2 separate regions of the Anas platyrhynchos genome follow, and region 2 is linked to region 1. A link is a contact called in public Hi-C data. All regions are on one chromosome and are shown on one strand. Each heading gives the region's core, a stretch centred on a gene start, on an enhancer-like site or on the middle of the called end of the contact. The rest is flanking DNA. Distances are from core to core; before and after follow the strand shown. Region 1 holds the start of SNIP1 (Smad nuclear interacting protein 1). Region 2 holds the start of C24H1orf122 (chromosome 24 C1orf122 homolog).

What was found. Hi-C and Micro-C count contacts between places; a contact is called where the count stands out from the background.
Region 2: a Hi-C map of liver shows a contact between it and region 1, with 1.9 times the contacts expected there. The contact joins the promoter of C24H1orf122 here to the promoter of SNIP1 in region 1. A contact is called at or near these places in 3 of 8 Hi-C or Micro-C datasets (liver, skeletal muscle and subcutaneous adipose tissue).

What each region holds. Positions count from the first base shown.
Region 1 is chr24:2,955,114-2,957,950 of IASCAAS_PekinDuck_T2T, reverse strand. SNIP1 (Smad nuclear interacting protein 1) reads left to right here and starts at 1,432. Exons shown (of 4, transcript XM_027444059.3): 1 at 1,432-1,880; 2 at 1,970-2,066; 3 at 2,418-2,837. The coding sequence starts at 1,432. It overlaps DNALI1 (dynein axonemal light intermediate chain 1), which reads right to left and starts at 1,493. Exons shown (of 6, transcript XM_027444060.3): 1 at 1,353-1,493; 2 at 1,124-1,263; 3 at 861-1,030; 4 at 1-66. The coding sequence starts at 1,433.
Region 2 is chr24:3,168,984-3,171,683 of IASCAAS_PekinDuck_T2T, reverse strand. C24H1orf122 (chromosome 24 C1orf122 homolog) reads right to left here and starts at 1,361. Exons shown (of 3, transcript XM_072027546.1): 1 at 1,236-1,361; 2 at 977-1,120; 3 at 336-869. The coding sequence starts at 1,316. The coding sequence ends at 801. YRDC (yrdC N6-threonylcarbamoyltransferase domain containing) reads left to right here and starts at 1,364. Exons shown (of 5, transcript XM_072027544.1): 1 at 1,364-1,535; 2 at 1,717-1,912; 3 at 2,067-2,181. The coding sequence starts at 1,379.

The sequences.
Region 1 (2,837 bases), core at 183-2,682:
CCCTGACTCGAAGCAGCAGTAGTCCTCGCTCCGCACAGTTAATTGTAATTTCACGGATCAATTCATCTTTAAAGAAAAGGTACAAATTACTGAGTAACTACCTGGCATTTATCTGGGAATGCTGGAGATGCACAGGGTCCAGAAATTCTTGTTTTTTACTTATTATTTGCACCACAAGAGCAACATTGGTTTATGGGAGACGGTCCTAATTTTGATTTTGTTACTTTACAGCTACAGCACGAAGTGCAAGCAAATAAATCCATTGACATGAAGCAGTGTGGTGTATAGAAACTCTGGTAACACGTGTTTCTGTCCCAGGGAAATCATAATAGCAAAACCCTTAATACTTGTAATGATTTTATGCAATTGTCAGAAGAGGCAAGAGCCTCCAGAAGAATTCTGCTCATCCGGCATTTGGAAGATCAGTTCCAGGTCATCAGAGAAGTAAAAGTATTCAGGAGTTTTGCAGAGGATATTAGAGTATTAAAGAGTAAAGCTTTGTTTTAGGTTAGTTTAAATTAACAAGTGGGGTTATAAACAACTAAAGCAATATTAAGACTCTTTGCATCTTTTACATATACATAAGATTAGTGTTAAAACAAGTCATTTTTGTGGCAGCTTTGTGAATAATGGGACACTTAAAATGCTACATCTATAACAGCTCCCAGCATGGGCTGGGAGTGTAAGAGTCACACAGTCAGCTGCAGAGCACTGCTGGGGGGCAGGGAAAGGCAACCACGGCCTGGTATCCCCTCTTGCGGGGTTCAAGGCTGTGTGAAACCTGGCAAGAGCAGCAGTGGGGCAGACAGGGACTGAGGCAGAAGGAGAGGAGCGGTGTTGTTGTGCCCACCAGTACTGACCGAAGCACTGCGAGTAGAGCTCCCTGCGCACGGGGCAGATGCCGGTCTCCCGCGCCTGCCGCTGCTGCAGCCTCAGGTCCAGCTGCTCCTGGAGCTGCACGACGTCCAGGCGGGTGCTGGGCACGCTGGACACCTGCTGCACCCACAGCTGCTTGTCCTCCTCCCACTCCCTGCACCCAAAAAGCAGCGGGAAGGCGGGGGATGGATGGGGACCGCCGGGAGGCCCACCGGGGCCATCTCGGCGGCTCCCCCCCCGGTCTCACCGCGGCGGCAGGATGGCGTTCAGCAGCTCCTGGGGCTGCCTGCCCTCGGCGGCGGCCGCGGAAGCGGCGGGACGGGGCCGGGGCTGCGGGACGGGGCCGGGCTGCGGCGGCGTCTGCGGGGTCCCCTTCAGCGGGCGGGCCTGTGCGGGGGGACACAGAGCGCTGTGGGGCCGGGCCGGGCCTCGGGCAGCTCCCTCAGGCCTCAGCCGCGCCCCCGGGCCCCGCTCACCTCCGGGGAGCGCTTCTCGCTGCGGCGGCTGACCAGCATCGGCGGCTCGTAGCGCAGCAGCGAGTCCGGCGGCGGGATCATGGCGGCGCCCTTCTCGCTGTGGCGGCGGCGCCCTTGTTGCTATGGAAACGGCGCTGTTGCTACGGGGGAGCGGCGCTGTTGCTATGGAGACAGCGCCACCGCCCTGGAGGCTGCGTTGTTGCTATGGAGACCCCGCCCCGTGCGTCTCCCTAAGGCGCATGCGCCGTGCGGAGCTACCGGACGCCCCGGCGGAAGTCCTCCGGGGCAGGGCCGGAAGCGGAGCTCACTTCCGGCGGTGGCGGCCGGCGGCGGCGCCATGGAGGAGGCGGCGGAGCAGCGGCGGCGGCCGGAGCGGCAGCACCGGGCCGAGCAGCGGCGGCGCGGCGGGGAGGTGACGGTGAAGGCCGAAAAGCGCAGCCCGCGGCGCTCCGCGTCCCGCTCGGCGCGGGGGGGCAGCCAGTCGCCGCCGACCGACGAGCGGCGGGGAGGCCGCGGGGGCAGCAGCAGGTAGGCAGGCCCGGCCGGTGGCTGCGGGCCCGGCGCTGTGCCCGGCCCGGTTCCTGCCTCTCACGGCTCCTCCTCTCCTTGCCTTAAAGGTCGCCCAAGCGGCGGAGCCGGACCGGCCGCCGGAGCAGGTCCCCGCGCGGCAGGCGGAGCCGCAGCCCGCACCACGGCACGGTGAAGGTGAAGCAGGTAAATGGAGGCGTTAACGGATTAACGGGCGGGCACGGTGCTGGGCGCTGTCCGCGGCTTGGTTCGGCCCGCCGGGCTCCTCCTGCGGCTTCCGAGAGGCTCGGCTGGGGGAGGTCCGGAAACTGGCTTCAGGTCCGGCAGTTTTCTTCCTCAAATCCTTGTAAAAATGCCTCGAGAATAAAAAGATTCTCATAGGGTAACGTCTCACTGCTCCACGCTTCGAGTGTTGCTGTAAGTAGTTCAGTGTTCCTGCCTGCTTGTGAGTCCAGCCTTGGTCACTTTTGCCAAAGTAAATTTTCTGCGTCTTTGATCTAATTCTAATACCTCACCCTAAGTGCTCCTTCCCTACAGGAGCGAGACGAACATCCTCGTAGAGGAAATGAGGAGCGAAAGCAGAAATACCCATCAGAGCAGGAGCACAGGCGAGACAGAAGTGGTGACAGAGATAGGCACAGAGATCACGCAGACAGAAGGAAAAATCCCAGTGAAAGGCCTGGAGGTCGAGGCCACGAGCGAGAGAGGGATGCTCAGAACATACGTGAGCAGCAAGCAGAGAGAGAGTTTTATAACGAGAGAAGGCGAGAGCACCGGCAAAACAACGAAGGGAGCAGCGTTGACCAGAATCCAGAACTCGGGCAGTCTGATAACAAACCAAAAGACAAAGCTGCGGTAAAGAAAGAAAAACCGAGCTTTGAACTGTCTGGGGCCCTTCTGGAGGACACCAACACCTTCCGAGGGGTTGTGATCAAGTACAGTGAGCCCCCTGAGGCT
Region 2 (2,700 bases), core at 112-2,611, 210 kb before region 1:
AACCATTTGAAGATGTACAGATGAGAAAAAACGAGCCTCCTCTGGTCCAGATGGCAGCTTTAGCATCCTTGAGTGGAAGGTGTTAGTCGTTAGGCACTTTGCAATAAATACAGTGGGAACTCAGAGGATGTTACCAGCTACAAGGAACACAGACTGCATGAATCAGGCTTCAGGGCAGCAAAACATTCCTGTGCAAAAAATGCAGGTGAAAGGCAGCTGCAGACCTATGAACGCTGCAACCTGTGGCTGGTTCGTGCACCTCAGCTCACGCATCTTTTACTTCAGGAGCCCCCTTATCAGAGATATCGGGGTCACTGCCCACAGAACAATTCACAGCTTTCATGCTTTTAACATCGAGTTAGTCATTAACTGTTCCTGATCCTGTTAACAGTGGACTCAGGGAAAGAGTCAACACTTGAGACAAACTAGCACAATCTGTTTAGATCTATGGCCTCCACATGAGCAGCAGCCAGCCTCTTCTTAGGCAGGGCATCTGATAACAACCCCCAATCTTGCTTTAAGTGCAAATCGAGCAAGATATGATATCAGTGCAAGACAAGAAAGCAAATTCCAAGGCCACAACTGGGGGAATAAGCTACATTCCCTGACTTCATAATAGAGTTGTATTATTATTATAATTTATTCCTGGCGTTATGTAAAAAGCTTTGGAGCCTTTAGCTGAACGCTTAGTCCCTCTTAGTTGTGCTTGCACAGCTGTGCTCACATCCCAGACCCTGTACGAAGACAAACTCTCGGAGAAATCCCCCCGAGCAGGCGGAGCGCAGTCCCTTCAAGGCATTTCAGGGGTCGGCCTCCTCTTTCTCCTCCTCCTCCGCAGGCAGAGCCCTCCTGCCGCCCGGGGCGGGTTCCTGGGGAGCGAGAAAGGAAAAGAAAAACACCACTGAGCACAGCACAGCCGGCTACGGGGCTCTGGGGGGGTGGGGGGAGGAGAGGCGGCCCCGTTCTCCGCGCTTACAGCGGGCGGCGAGCGGCGGGCGGCGCCCAGGGCGGCTCTCAGCCCCTGCAGCTCCACCGCCAGCTCCTCGCAGGCCGCGATGCGGGTGCGGAGGTGCCGCTGCCGGGCCTCCAGCAGGCTCCGCAGCCCCCGCAGCCGCTCCACCTGCGGGCGGCGGAGAACAGCGGGTCACGGCGGGGCGGGGCAGGGCGAGCCGGGCAGGACCCGGTGCGTCCCGGTCCGTCCCGCTCCGTCCCTCCCTCAGGCCGGCAGCACCGACCAGGCGCGGCTCCGGCTCGCTACCCCCGGCCGCCTCCATAGCGGAGCCTCCCGCAGGCCTCACTGCTGCTTGCGTTGCCATGGCAACGGCGGCCGGAAATACGCCGCGGCTGCTTCCGGGCGGAAGCGGAAGAGGCTGCTCGGATGCTGAGGGCGCTGGCTGGGGTGGGAAGGGGCGGGGAGGGGGCACCGGGACCGGCACCGGGACCGGGACCTGGACCTGGACCGGGGCTGGGCCGCGCCTGCAGCAGCCCCCTGGTGCTCCCCGGTGCCGCCGCCGCCGCCCCGACGAGCCCCCGAGGTGCGTGGGGGGATCACGGGGAGAGGCTGAGGCCGCGGCCGGGCCTGGGCTGAGGGGAGGGGGGAGGCTGAGGGGGCCCTGAGGGGGCCCTGAGGGGGCCCTGAGGGGGCCCTGAGGGGGCCCTGAGGGGGCCCTGAGGGGGCGAGGCCGGTTCCTGCTGAGCCCCCGTCGCTGTCTCCAGGCTGGGCGGAGGTGCTGGCGGCCGCCGCCGGTGCCCTGCAGGCTGGCGGGCTGGTGGCGGTGCCCACAGACACGGTGTACGGCGTGGCCTGCCTGGCACAGGACTCCCGCGCCGTGCGGAGCATCTACGGCCTGAAGGGACGCAACGGGAGGAAGCCGCTGGCCATCTGCCTCGGGGACGTGGAGCACATCTACCGGTGAGCTGCCCACCAGGGGCCGGGGCTGCCTGGGTAGCCTGGGGCAGAGAGAGGCAGCTCCCCTCTTATTGGCCTGCAGGGCGTGAAGCTGATGGGGAAGGGCTCTTGCAGCTGCCTCTCACCTGTCCTTCATAGCCCGATTCTCCCTCCGTAGGTACTGCCATGTGAACGTGCCGGATGAGCTGTTACGGGACCTGCTCCCCGGACCTGTAACTCTGGTCCTGAAGCGATCGGAAGAACTCAACAAGGACTTGAATCCCTTCACCTCGGTAGGTCTCTGCCGTGGGATGCACCTCCGTGTCTTTGGTGGGCAGCATGCTGTTTTTATGGTTCTGTCATAGGAGCTTTCATTCTTACACGTTTTGGGTATGCTTAGCAGCGATTGGCATTTTTTGACACTTATTCTTGTGTTGCTGTGTTCCCTGTGGCTTACCTGAGCGTGGCACAACCTAGCGTTACTTGCTACGTCATGAAGTCACGTCTGTTATTACTGCCGGTGCAGCAGGTGCTGGAATATTAATTCTCTGTGCTGTCAACTGTAGTTCAAAGGCTTTAGGCAAGGCAAGATTAAAAATGGTCTGTGGTGACTGCATGTAAAACCGTGCTCTCTTCTTCCTCGTAGCTGGTTGGCGTTCGCATTCCAAACCACCCTTTTATTAGAGAGCTGGCACGAGCTTGCTCTGGACCCCTGGCTTTAACAAGTGCTAACATCAGCAGTCAGGCGAGCACGCTGACGGTTTCGGTAAGGCACTTTTTGCTACTAAGTGGGATTCTTCTGCTAGGCTGCC